2 separate regions of the Acanthopagrus latus genome follow, and region 2 is linked to region 1. A link is a contact called in public Hi-C data. All regions are on one chromosome and are shown on one strand. Each heading gives the region's core, a stretch centred on a gene start, on an enhancer-like site or on the middle of the called end of the contact. The rest is flanking DNA. Distances are from core to core; before and after follow the strand shown. Region 1 holds the start of odam. Region 2 holds the start of si:dkey-162b23.4 (sodium/hydrogen exchanger 9B2).

Region 1 (5,675 bases), core at 2,372-4,871:
CTGCTTCCATCCCTCCTCGTGGGCCCAGCGAGCATTTTGGGAGACCTCAAGGAGGTTCAAGAGGCAACGGGCATCCCAAGAAGAGGAACCTTGTAAGCTCGCATTAAAATGCATTGACACTGAAGCTGTATTTGAATACAAAATATGATGAATTTGACAATTGCTCTCTTCTTGTCTCAGGTGTTTTCCCCTGCTTTCAAGGTAGGCCCACTGTCATCTGTCGATGTGATATCAACACTCTATCAGCACTTGGCGAAAACTCTGATTTTCTTGTGTTTGTGATGTTCTTTCAGGTTGACAATGTCACATTTCAGGTAAGAGTAGAAAGAAAATATGTATCATATGCAATACCAGTACACTGTGAGTGTGACCTGAAAGAGGAAGCAGCTTCACTGAATATTACAAGCTTGTCAACCAATCCTGTTGTTTTCAGCCACAGAACGGCGCTGATGTGACCCTGAAGGAGGTAAACAATATTATTTATTCACTTTATATTAAAGAACTTTTAACCTCATTTTTTAAATTTTTCTTATGAGATGTTGTGATTCAACTGACCTTTTGTGTGAAATCTTGCAGGGGGAGAACATATTTCTGATTCCAAAGGTAGGTGACTGAAGACTCAGTTTTCAAATATTTTGTTTTATCACAGATTAAGGCTCAAAGATGGTAAAGATTAATGAATACTAATGACTAACAATCTGTCCATAGCATATCGGAAGAGGACCTCATCATCCCCAAATGGTATAAAAAGTCATTTTTACTCTTCGTAGCACTTATTACACTGTTACTCAGATGGTTTGATTATTGCTGTTGCTTTTTATACAGAGAGAGTTGCGTGGGCGTCCGAAGCCTCTGGTATGTTGTTATGTTATATATTTCTGTCAAAGTGACTTATATTTTTTACTTAATTATATGGTTTAAAGAGAATTATTCTGATCTTTAATCTTTGTTTCTCCTCGTCTCAATCTCAGCAATATGTGAAGCTCAACTACACCGCCGCACAGCCGGTAATCTTCCTCGCCTACTAAAGTATGACGATGATGTCTGTGCTGACTTTGTTTGTCCTCCATAATAACCATCATTTCTCATTTTATCCAATTCAAGAACCAAGTCTCCATTGAGTATGGGCTTGTGAAATATGTAAGTACAGTGAGCACATGGCACCACGTATATATCTGAATCTGTTTTCTATATAACATTTCTCTGTAAAATGTGAAATTCTTGCTGCCCATCCCTAATCTCCTGCAGCCGTTCCAAAAGGCGTGTGCAGTTATTTAATCAGTACCAGTACCAGTAAATCTTTCAGTCACATACCTTCTACTTCAGGTTAAATTGAAATGAGATGTGCACACATTTTTTTTAGAATCAGCCTATCAATAGAAGTCGTTTTTAGCACATTTACTGCCATTTCTTTAACTCGTAATTTGGCTTGTGGGGTTAATTTGAACAACTTTCTTAACTTTTAAGGTGGAGCCTGCTGAGCTTGTTGAAGAGGACGACTATTCAGAAGATGATTACTGACAACAATAAAAGGTGGGGGCGGTAATGGCAACACTAACTGTGATTAATAACCTGGATCCAGCTGCCGACTCATTTTTTAATCTCACTCTTTCCCCAGGAAGACACCAACATCTACAAGTTGAATGAGCAAACTCAAGCAAGATTATGCTTTCTTTCCTGTGGTGTATTCTGGGAAATGACTCATGTAATTCAGCGTCTTCCTGTAAAAGTGCCACAATAAAATTCTTGATCAAATGAGTTTGGCAAACATCTTTTATTTGTCGTGTTCGGAAAGTGTGGTGCGGATTCCTGAAATGAGCGAGATAGTTTCGGTGTAATACAAAAATAATTGAGTCCAAATGAATTGCACTTAAATGAATCACACACTCCAGCACATTTCGCAGGAGAATGAGCGACTGTGGCCGAGTACAATGAAATTAATTTTTGCCTGATCACGCCGTCGTTATTTCCCAGGTGAGGTCTAAGGCTCGAACAGGAAGGGGAAGTTAGAGGTGCCCTGGAGAAAAGAAAGAAACAGTTGTTTTGATAAAATCTAAAACAATAAATGAGAGTGACATGAAACCGAAGCCAACATTTTGTGTCTGCATACACATGATTGTACGAAAGCTTTAATGGTATTACGTGATACCTCATCGATCCCTGGGCCGGATGCGTCTCCACGAGGATCAGGAGGGATTGTAGTTGACTCTTTGTGTGACCCCTGTGGCCACGTCTGATGCAGAAAGTTAGGGAAAGTTACAAAAGCACAGAAATTCAACTTAACTGGTGCATACATGTTTCTTTCATTGGTATTCAGTATGAGTGCATATATATTTAAAGGATAACATGTATATGAAAATATTCGGTCTACTCACTTTTTCTGTTTGCACCTTAGGCTGTGAAGCATGCTTAAATGGGAAGACATGCAGAAAGATTACAACACAAAAGTAAAAAGTAAATACATAGTACATTTTTTCTCTTATTCATAACTTGCTTTTTTTTTACTGATGTATTGTCTAGGGGTTTTATCGATGCCTGTATCTAATTTGCTATCCCCTTTGCTGCTGCAACAATGTAAATGTCTCCGTTGTGGGACTGACAAAAGATTATCTGATCTAAAAACTTGCAGTATATGCAAATAAACCTCACCTGTGACATCTATTTTAAATGCGCCATCTGCACAAACCTGACAAGCAGTAAATGAGTCTAAAATTAAATAACAGTGTTACTGAACAATGAAACTTATAAGCTGTGACAGGTCTCAGTTGGCAGTGCAGATACTCCACAGTTACTTAACACTTATTTACTGATGAAACGACCGAGGTGACGTGATTTCAGCCTTCCACAGCTAAGCAGACAGACAGCTGCGGTTGATATGGGAGACTGTCGACATTGCATCACAGTCACCGCACATGAATCAACATCCGCAGCTTATTATAATTAAGTCTTTAGTCATTACAGTCTGCTGCTTTGGCCTTTAACCTCAGTTCACTGAGGCAAAGGGAAGTTTACGTGTACTGAACACTTGTGCGCCAACAAATCTTCATAAAAAGTAAGAATGGAATCACAACTGTTGAGCGATACACTGCAGAAGTCGGGCCCCTTCTTTTAACGTCGCGTCATCTTGCATGCCTCACCTGCAGAGGGAGCTGTGGTCTCTGTGTGGTTCTCTCCAGGGTTTGCTGGCCGTTGTTGGGCTGCAGCACTGCAGTGTTCCTCTGCTGAGGATACCCATAAGGAGGCACAAAGTAGTTGAAGCCCTGTGGATGATAGAAGCCATATAAATCTGCAGTGCAGGGTCTCCATAAACCCACTGAGAACTGCCTACAGGTAAATATGTTTTACTTCATACCTGCTGACTGGGAAACTGGGGATATCCGTACGGGAACTGGAAATGTGGAAACATCTGAAAGACGATCACAAACAATCTTTAGTTTCCCCGCATGACCTACGGGAGAGCACTATCACTGTTTCTCCATGCTGCTTTGTTGTACCTGAGCAGGGTTTTGGGCCTGCTGGGGGACATTAGCAGCGTTGGGGTCCTGCGGAGGCCCGAACTGCTCTTGCTGGCCATTGGGGAAGATCATCGGCGTTAGCTGGTTGCCTTGGTTGGGGAACATCAGCTGGGGCCCCTGGGGGCCAAAGGGATTGGCCATTTGAGGGTTCAAGTTCACCATCTGTGGAGTGAGCAGGACGTCGGGCTGCTGCTGCAGCACAAACTGGGGTAGAAGTGAAGACGCCTAGAGAAAAAGGGACCCGATTCAGTTTGCATTTTATTTATTTATTCATTTTTGCTCATATATTATTCACGTTGATAAACTTCCAGTACCTGTGCTTGCCCAAGTGCTGCGAGAGTCAGTCCATTCAGTCTCAGGATCTGAGCAGACAAAAATGGCTGCATTAAATGTGGTAATAATATTCCTACAGTTTCACTTTGCAACCACAAACATGAAAGTTTGAAAATAGCTATATTTACCTCGTTACTGTTGCTTGCAAGAATTCCAATCTGAACCTGTAAAACAAACATTAAAACATAAGACATCTGACTCATCTCAGCCATTTGAAAAGATACGGCAATCATGTATTTTAGAAAAACTTACTGGAAGAGCAAAGCTTGTCCTGAATAGACAGACCAACAGAAGGGAAGTCTGGAGCTTCATGATGTCTTACAGGCTGTAAAGAAACAGGTAAACAAAAAAAAAACAAAAAAAAAAAAACACAAGCTCCATGAATTCATATACTTTCATCAAGTTTTGGAAAATGCATTTTACCATTTCACTTCAACGAAACAACGAGCGTTAGAAAATGATTTTACCGTTTTCTTTGCTTCTTGCTTTCACTGTCTGCGTGCCTCCTCACCTTGTCCAGGTCCCTTTTAAACCCTCTCCACGTGAGCTGTTGTAGTCCACAGCCAACCGATCCAGACAATGTGTGGTCAGTGTGACAGACATTTCTCATGGCAACAGACTCAGACACTTACAACACAGAGCGGCTAAGTATGTCATTAGGCGTAAGTCATGTCTCTAAATGCCGTGACATGGTCTGCGTCAAGTCATTAGCACATCTCTAAAGAATATGAATTAAGAATATTCTGTGTGACGTCCACTATGAAAGTATGAAATGTTTTGCTTTTAATGGACCAGAACTCAGTGACATCCATGTAGGAGGCCTGTGCACATATTTCACTCTTTATATCTGTGCTTAAGTAAACTTTATGTGCGTATGTTAAAGTGCAGTGTTTCAGGGTGTAATTACAGACATTGAGGCCGACAGAATTTTTGTCTCTGTCATGAGAAAAAAAAAAAAAAAAGGAAAAAAAGCAAAACAGGAGCTGAGAGCTTATAATCAGACATTTGTCACGACTTGTTTATCTTGCTCTGATTGATGTTGGCATCTAATTGGTCAGTCACTGTACCTAATTGTTTAATGAGTTAGAATTGATGCTGAGGGGGAAAAAATGAAAAGCTGTTTGTTTTTGTGAGTCTGTCTGAAGAAATTGGACAGATTGTGCAAGTGTATGACAGAGAGCATTTTATTTTTTAAAAGGAATTTTGGGGCAATCCGTTTTTTTATGCACTTATGCACTTGATGGTTTTCTGTTTCATGTGCTCGCTTGCCCTTGTTTTTAAACCTGAATTGTGACCCAGTAAATTTTCCCCAGCAGATATATTTTTGTGACTGAAATTCATGCAGGTCTTCTATCAGTAAAAGAGCCAATAAGGCAAGATTATCTATATGAAAAAGAAATGCAGTTACTCAAATACAATGACCCAAGTCATAGTTAAGTAAAAGTAAATATCATTGTTGAATATGCCTTTGTTAAAAGTTAATGTCATGCATATAATGATAATAATAACAATATAATAGTAATGATAATAACAACATGATAATGATAATAATAATCTTCATTTATATAGCACACTTCTTAACAAGGTTACAAAGTGATTGTCCAGATAAATACAATTCAATACAGATAAGTCAAAAGGCAATTAAGTTGACAAAATGCAAAATACATGATACAATACATATGTATAGAACTTGATCAACGTATCTGATATTAAATGTACTTTATCAGTATCAAAAGTAATTTTCTGGCATCAAATGAACTAACCGATTAAAGGATTCAGCATTTAATGTTATCTTGTATTTATTTAAAATCTGATTTCCTATCACTA
Region 2 (5,675 bases), core at 1,008-3,507, 150 kb before region 1:
TGTAAACAAGAATAATGTTTTGTTAGATGACGTAACAACATATCTGTTAAGTCAATACATGAAATATTCAATGCAAGCACATATATCTGTTAGGATTCAGGCCTTAAACACGTAGCTGAGCAGACGACATGAATGGCTCAGCTTCTCAGAACAGGACAGATTATAAAACTGGAGGATGCCTCTGTAGCCTCTTTAATTGCCTAACCCTTGTTAAGTGTCGTGCCCTATCAGTGTGGGCGACACAGAGTTGCATCATACCAGCAGAGAACAGTAAGAGTATCGTGGCAAATAATAGAGTGAAGATAGGAACTTGCACTGAAAGCTGATAACCGTGACTCCCATAACACCCTCTTTGTCATAGTACTCAGGTGGGTACATCACACACACACAAAGTTGTGTGCCTTTGCCTCTGGCTGCATTTGACTGATGATGAACAAATGATCTAATTAATTTAACAAGATTAGAGAGCAGTATATTAAAAGTGCAACAGATCAGTGTTAAACTAACACATCACACTCATACGAGAGACAGGGTAGCTTAAACTGTCTTATATGGTGACAACAAAAAACATCTTTTCCCCTCCAAGATCCAGGCTTATGAACACACTTTTCAGTTTTGTCCGGGCAGTAAAAACTGAATATAACTAGATATATTTTGTTGGCAAAATACTATACCTCCACATGGTTTGCTGCAGGCAAAGCAATCCTCTCCAGTAGCGGGCTGGGTGCCGGACTAGGTGCCGGACTAGGTGCAGGGCTCGGTTCTGGGGTGACCGGTTTGGGCTTGGTGTCCTCCATGGCAATCGACTACTTGAGTGCTTCTGATCCACTGGCTTCTCTATCACAGTACAACAAGCCGAGGGGTGGGGTTGTCCATGGATGGGGCAGTTCCTTCACTTCTGCTTCTGTATGTCCAACTCTGACCACAGGCTCCTATTCATACAACAAGGTCTTATCAGAAGGCAAACAAATTATTATTGACTTAATACTGGAGAGCAGAGGTGTTGAAACAAGTGTGGAAAATGGCATGAAATGATAAGTTAATCTCTCACACACACACGCCTGTTTTGTTTGGTTTAACAGATACTGTGCTGGGGCTGGGAAAAGCCACATGACTCCTGAGTGCATGAGGAGGATCTATGAGGCTAACACAAGGCTACATGCTGCTCGCTTGATTAACATGTCAACATGGCGTTGTACTCCATCGTAACTCAGCTGTAGCTTACTACAATGGACTGAATACAACACTCTTTGCTATTTCCTCAGCTCCACTTAGAGGTATGTCATAGACAAACGTTGACAGGTCGTTTACATTGAGCTAAAACGCTACTACAGTGTTGTGACAGCCGCTTATGGCAACAGACGCCGGTTAATCCAATTCCGGACAGACCACACTAATCAATGCTTACAGCTTCGACCATATGGCACATTTAGCGTGCGTTAGCTCAAGTAGGTTGGAGTCAACCACCTCTATGCCAACAACAAGCCTGGTCAACTGTCATCAGCAGCCATTGTATGTTGGCTAACTAATGCCTGCGGCAGGGTCGTCTTCACGCTTGGTTCCGTCTGTACGCGTACAGGGACAGAGTTATCTGGACATATAGCGTTAGTTTACAGTAACGAAGAGGTAAATCCACGCCAGACATTACACCGCGCCCATGGGCCCATTATCGGACAAGAGGCAGTGCTTTTAGTAGCGACGGCGAGCCGTGTTACTCACCAGCTATACACTTTCTAACATTAGCTTAAATATTAGCCTAGTAGCTGGCGTGAAACTCTAACCGCCTTTGGACTGTCGCATGAACCCGCTCACCTACACTGTCTGATATCGCTACTGTAAAGCAACGCTCAGTTTCACTTTCTGCGCTGACACACGCCGGTTCAGACAGGTCAAAATCTTTGAATGTTCGCGGCAACAGGCGCCCTCCTTGCCCGATATTGGATTGACGTCCAGTAGCTGTCCGTGTGCGTCCCACACAGTACCAACAGCTGGTCAGTGAACGCAGCATGGTAACGTCCAGCACACCACAGGGGACCGCTCCTCGGTCATGACTCCCCTCTCTGTTGGGGCTCCCTACATAAATATAAGTATTGCAATACAAGAAAAAAAGCAGCTCACCTCATATCGTTAACAGTGTCATCGCTTGGCAGCGGCAGCGTCTCTGGCAGCCCTGTGGCACAGAGACCAGCTGGGAAATAGGAATCAGGCGGATTAGTGATGTCCAAGCATGTATGTACTGAGCACAGGAGTGCTGCTTGCCTGGGAAAGGGGTGGGGGTGGGTGTTAAATGGAAAAGTCACACTGGGTATTAGTGAGGACGTTTATATAGATGCTTAAACATATTTGATTAATAATAACCAAACTCAAACTTTGTGAAACATCTAACAAGGGATGTATTTATTATTATTAGATGACAACAACACATGTACACTGTAGTTACTCACAACAATGTCAATCAACAAGTGTTATATTTTGGCATTGCACACATTTGCAGCATCGATTAAAGTTGGTATGCGCCTCCCATAATATGCACAATCCAAACAGACAATCAAGTCGAATGTTGTGGCTTTTATTTGGGCTTCAGAATGAGAATCGAGGCATCGGCCTCCACTGCGGTCTGGATGAGCTTGCTGCAGTTTTCTCAGAGTCTCCAGCCTCCGTCGATGATGTGCTCTGTCCCGGTCACGTAGGCCGACTGTAGAGGAGCCAAGAAACATCAGATCACTGGGAAATGCTTTCATCACTAACTAGTCAACAACAACTTAATTTGCAGTTGTAAACTACGGACTGTGCACCCAGAACGTAGCCAGGATTTCAGGAATACGGAGGTCAAAAGACCAATCGCTCCCGCAAATTTATACAACACATAAAAATCACCTGGACTTCTGTTTGCTTCAGTGGTAGCTGCAGCCTTGAAAATAGTGCCAGACTGCTGATATGATGTACCACATAAAATGCCTCAACGTTTTATTGCATTGTTATCTGCAAGCCCTCACCTCATCTGACGCCAAATAAACACACAAGTGAGCCACCTCCTCAGCTGTGCACATTCTTCCAGTTTTCTGTCTTGCCATGAAGTCCTTATAAGCCTGAGAAGTTAAAGAAGAGTGAGAGAGGGTAGGGTTACCGTTGAATCACTCATAATCTTTAAAGCATCAGGACTTGTTCTTGTGGAAATGAGGATAAGTTGTACATGTTAGATGACTCAAGCAGGTATTACTGTCAGATTACGAATGGAGAAAATGACAGAGTATAGTCTAGCGCGCACCTGCTCTGGGTCAGGTTGGGCCTGGATCCTGCCCCGCAGTGATGGAGTATCAACAGTGCCTGATGAGATAGAAAATGTTGAAGACAGACATACAGACAGCTTTTGATTAATTGGATGTTTTTGATTACCAAAAGGGTGTGAGTGCATTCAGTTCATGTCTGCTGATTCACATGGCTCTTGTACATACAATGCTTTGAAGGGGACAAACTTGAGGAAATACACAATGTGCTCAAGCATTCATCAGTTACCTCATTTATCCGTCATCAGCTATCTTTTAAAACGCTGGTAACCTTGAGTCACCAGCATTCCAAAAAGGACAAAGTGACTTTTTTTTTGTAGGGCATTCTAAACTCACCAGGACAAACACAGTTGCAGCGAATGCCTTTCTCAATGAAATCAGCGGCTACAGACTTGGTGAGCCCGATCACTGCAGCCTTGGAGGTACTGTAGACACACCGGTTCACAACACCTGTGTCGAGGAAACACATATGTCACTCACACAGACACACACACGCGCGCACGCAAAGCAATTATCTGAGATAAGAGGATTACAATGAACATGGTCATACTTCAACGACTTAATGTCCTGTGAAATTCGTCCTGCAGTCATCTACAGTGACAAGATCTGTGGAAGATCATTTACCTTTTATGCTTGATGCAACTGATGCCATGTTTATTATGTTTCCTGACTTCTTTGCCAACATCTAGAATGACAAAATCAATTAGGGAGGTGGCGTTTAAATAGAACATAAAAGGTGAAAATTAAGAATTACGCAAGATTCCCAGGTCTTCATTTTTCCGTAATGACAAATGGGCCAAGATCCAAGCTAAAATTCCTCTTGGAGACAGTTTGGTTAGCTTGTGGCTAAAGCTGGATTAGCGATTGGGCAGTCACCGCCCATCATGCCACAGGCTCACAGTAATACAGCTAATCCCAGCACACAAAGGATGGGAACAAAATAAAAACATATGTCACTCAATTTGTACCTCACCTATTTCATTCTCCCTCCCAACAACAGGATAAACAGTGTTAAGCTTTTAATAAAGTGGGCAAAGGTCACCTTAGGCAGGAAAGCCTTGATCATGAGGTACATGCTGCGGACGTTCACATTCATTGTGAAGTCCCAGTCGGCCTCTTCGCATTCCAAGATGGAGCCATGGTGCACAAACCTGTGGACGAGAGATGACACATAAATGTAGCAAAAGTTGTCACATGGTATTAAAATAAATTAACTTGACATATGGCTTCAGCTAAGAGGTTAAAATATGTCAATCAGAACCAAAATGTAAGAGCACAGGAGATCAATATGCAATGAAATGTATTAAGCATGAAAAAAAAAATCTGTTTTAAACCCCTCAAAATGTGTCCAAAAGGGGTCAATTTAAGGACTTTGTTAGGGGGGATTGACAGAAGGTCAGGTTGAGGTTAAACCTCGAGGTGTAGGGATTTTGGAAATGTAGTTAAGCAGGAGATGGATAAACATGATTAGTGTAGAGACAGCATATTAGCAAGAAAAGCAGAACTGCTATACACTAATTGTGTCTCAAAGCAAGGGTAAAACTTTATTATGGCTATACATGTTAAACTTATAGGTGAACTTTAGATTTATTTCACTGTTAAGAAACAATGAGAAGCTTTATAAACCATTTATTAAGCAACTATATCTTAAAGTTGCAACTGATGCTGGTGATTAACACATAATAACAATGTGTAAGCTTACAGAGAATTTCTTCCTCTGTTTGTTCAAAGTGAAATAACTATGAACTAAAGATTAATTAACTAGTGTTATTAATTATTTATACAGTGTTAACAGAATAGCCTGACAGTATACATAGAATATATACACTTAATATTGTCAACAAATCCCATGAATTGACCAAAAACTTGGGTTTTCTGACCCCCCCTCCAAAAAGCTGCAACCAATTGTTGTAAAAAAAAAAAAAGTAATTTTCTTAAATAGATGGGCACTGTAAATTTTTGCAACAGACAAACAGATTTAGACTTAATAGTCCTAGAGGGAGATTTGTTTTCACAGTCCGGCACAGACATAAACTGCGGCAAACAGATGAAGACAACACACAACTGTATTAATATTTGTTTATACTTTGTGCTTATGCATTCTAGTGTATACTTTAAGTATACTGTATATACAGATGCATTCATAATAAAATGTTCTATTTTATCTTTTCCTCTCTATATTTTTTTGCTATTACTTTTCTTGTGTCCCGTTCCATGTGCATTTCACTGCACATTGTATTGTGTGGTTTGTGTATGTGACAAATAAAGCACCTTGAACCTTGAACTGTAAATGTTTTCATACATCCCAGCACACAACGGTGTCAACGAGACAGTTTTTTCAATCCTGCAGTGGCAGAGGTGACAAAACTGCTGCTGGAGCCTCAGTTT

The links. Hi-C and Micro-C count contacts between places; a contact is called where the count stands out from the background.
Region 2: a Hi-C map of muscle shows a contact between it and region 1, with 4 times the contacts expected there. The contact joins the promoter of si:dkey-162b23.4 here to the promoter of odam in region 1. A contact is called at or near these places in 2 of 4 Hi-C or Micro-C datasets (both in muscle).

What each region holds. Positions count from the first base shown.
Region 1 is chr1:13,006,460-13,012,134 of fAcaLat1.1, reverse strand. It overlaps odam, which reads right to left and starts at 3,621. Exons shown (of 6, transcript XM_037107309.1): 1 at 3,495-3,621; 2 at 3,353-3,406; 3 at 3,138-3,260; 4 at 2,376-2,408; 5 at 2,150-2,233; 6 at 1,768-2,017. The coding sequence starts at 3,620. The coding sequence ends at 1,982. LOC119024475 reads left to right here. Exons shown (of 22, transcript XM_037107317.1): 12 at 1-92; 13 at 181-201; 14 at 294-314; 15 at 434-466; 16 at 577-603; 17 at 709-741; 18 at 826-855; 19 at 972-1,007; 20 at 1,105-1,140; 21 at 1,468-1,533; 22 at 1,619-1,744. The coding sequence ends at 1,521.
Region 2 is chr1:13,154,709-13,160,383 of fAcaLat1.1, reverse strand. si:dkey-162b23.4 (sodium/hydrogen exchanger 9B2) reads right to left here and starts at 2,257. Exons shown (of 13, transcript XM_037099239.1): 1 at 2,119-2,257; 2 at 675-932. The coding sequence starts at 797. It overlaps bdh2 (3-hydroxybutyrate dehydrogenase type 2), which reads right to left. Exons shown (of 10, transcript XM_037099259.1): 5 at 4,330-4,438; 6 at 3,912-3,972; 7 at 3,624-3,737; 8 at 3,269-3,327; 9 at 2,997-3,089; 10 at 2,374-2,695. The coding sequence ends at 2,642.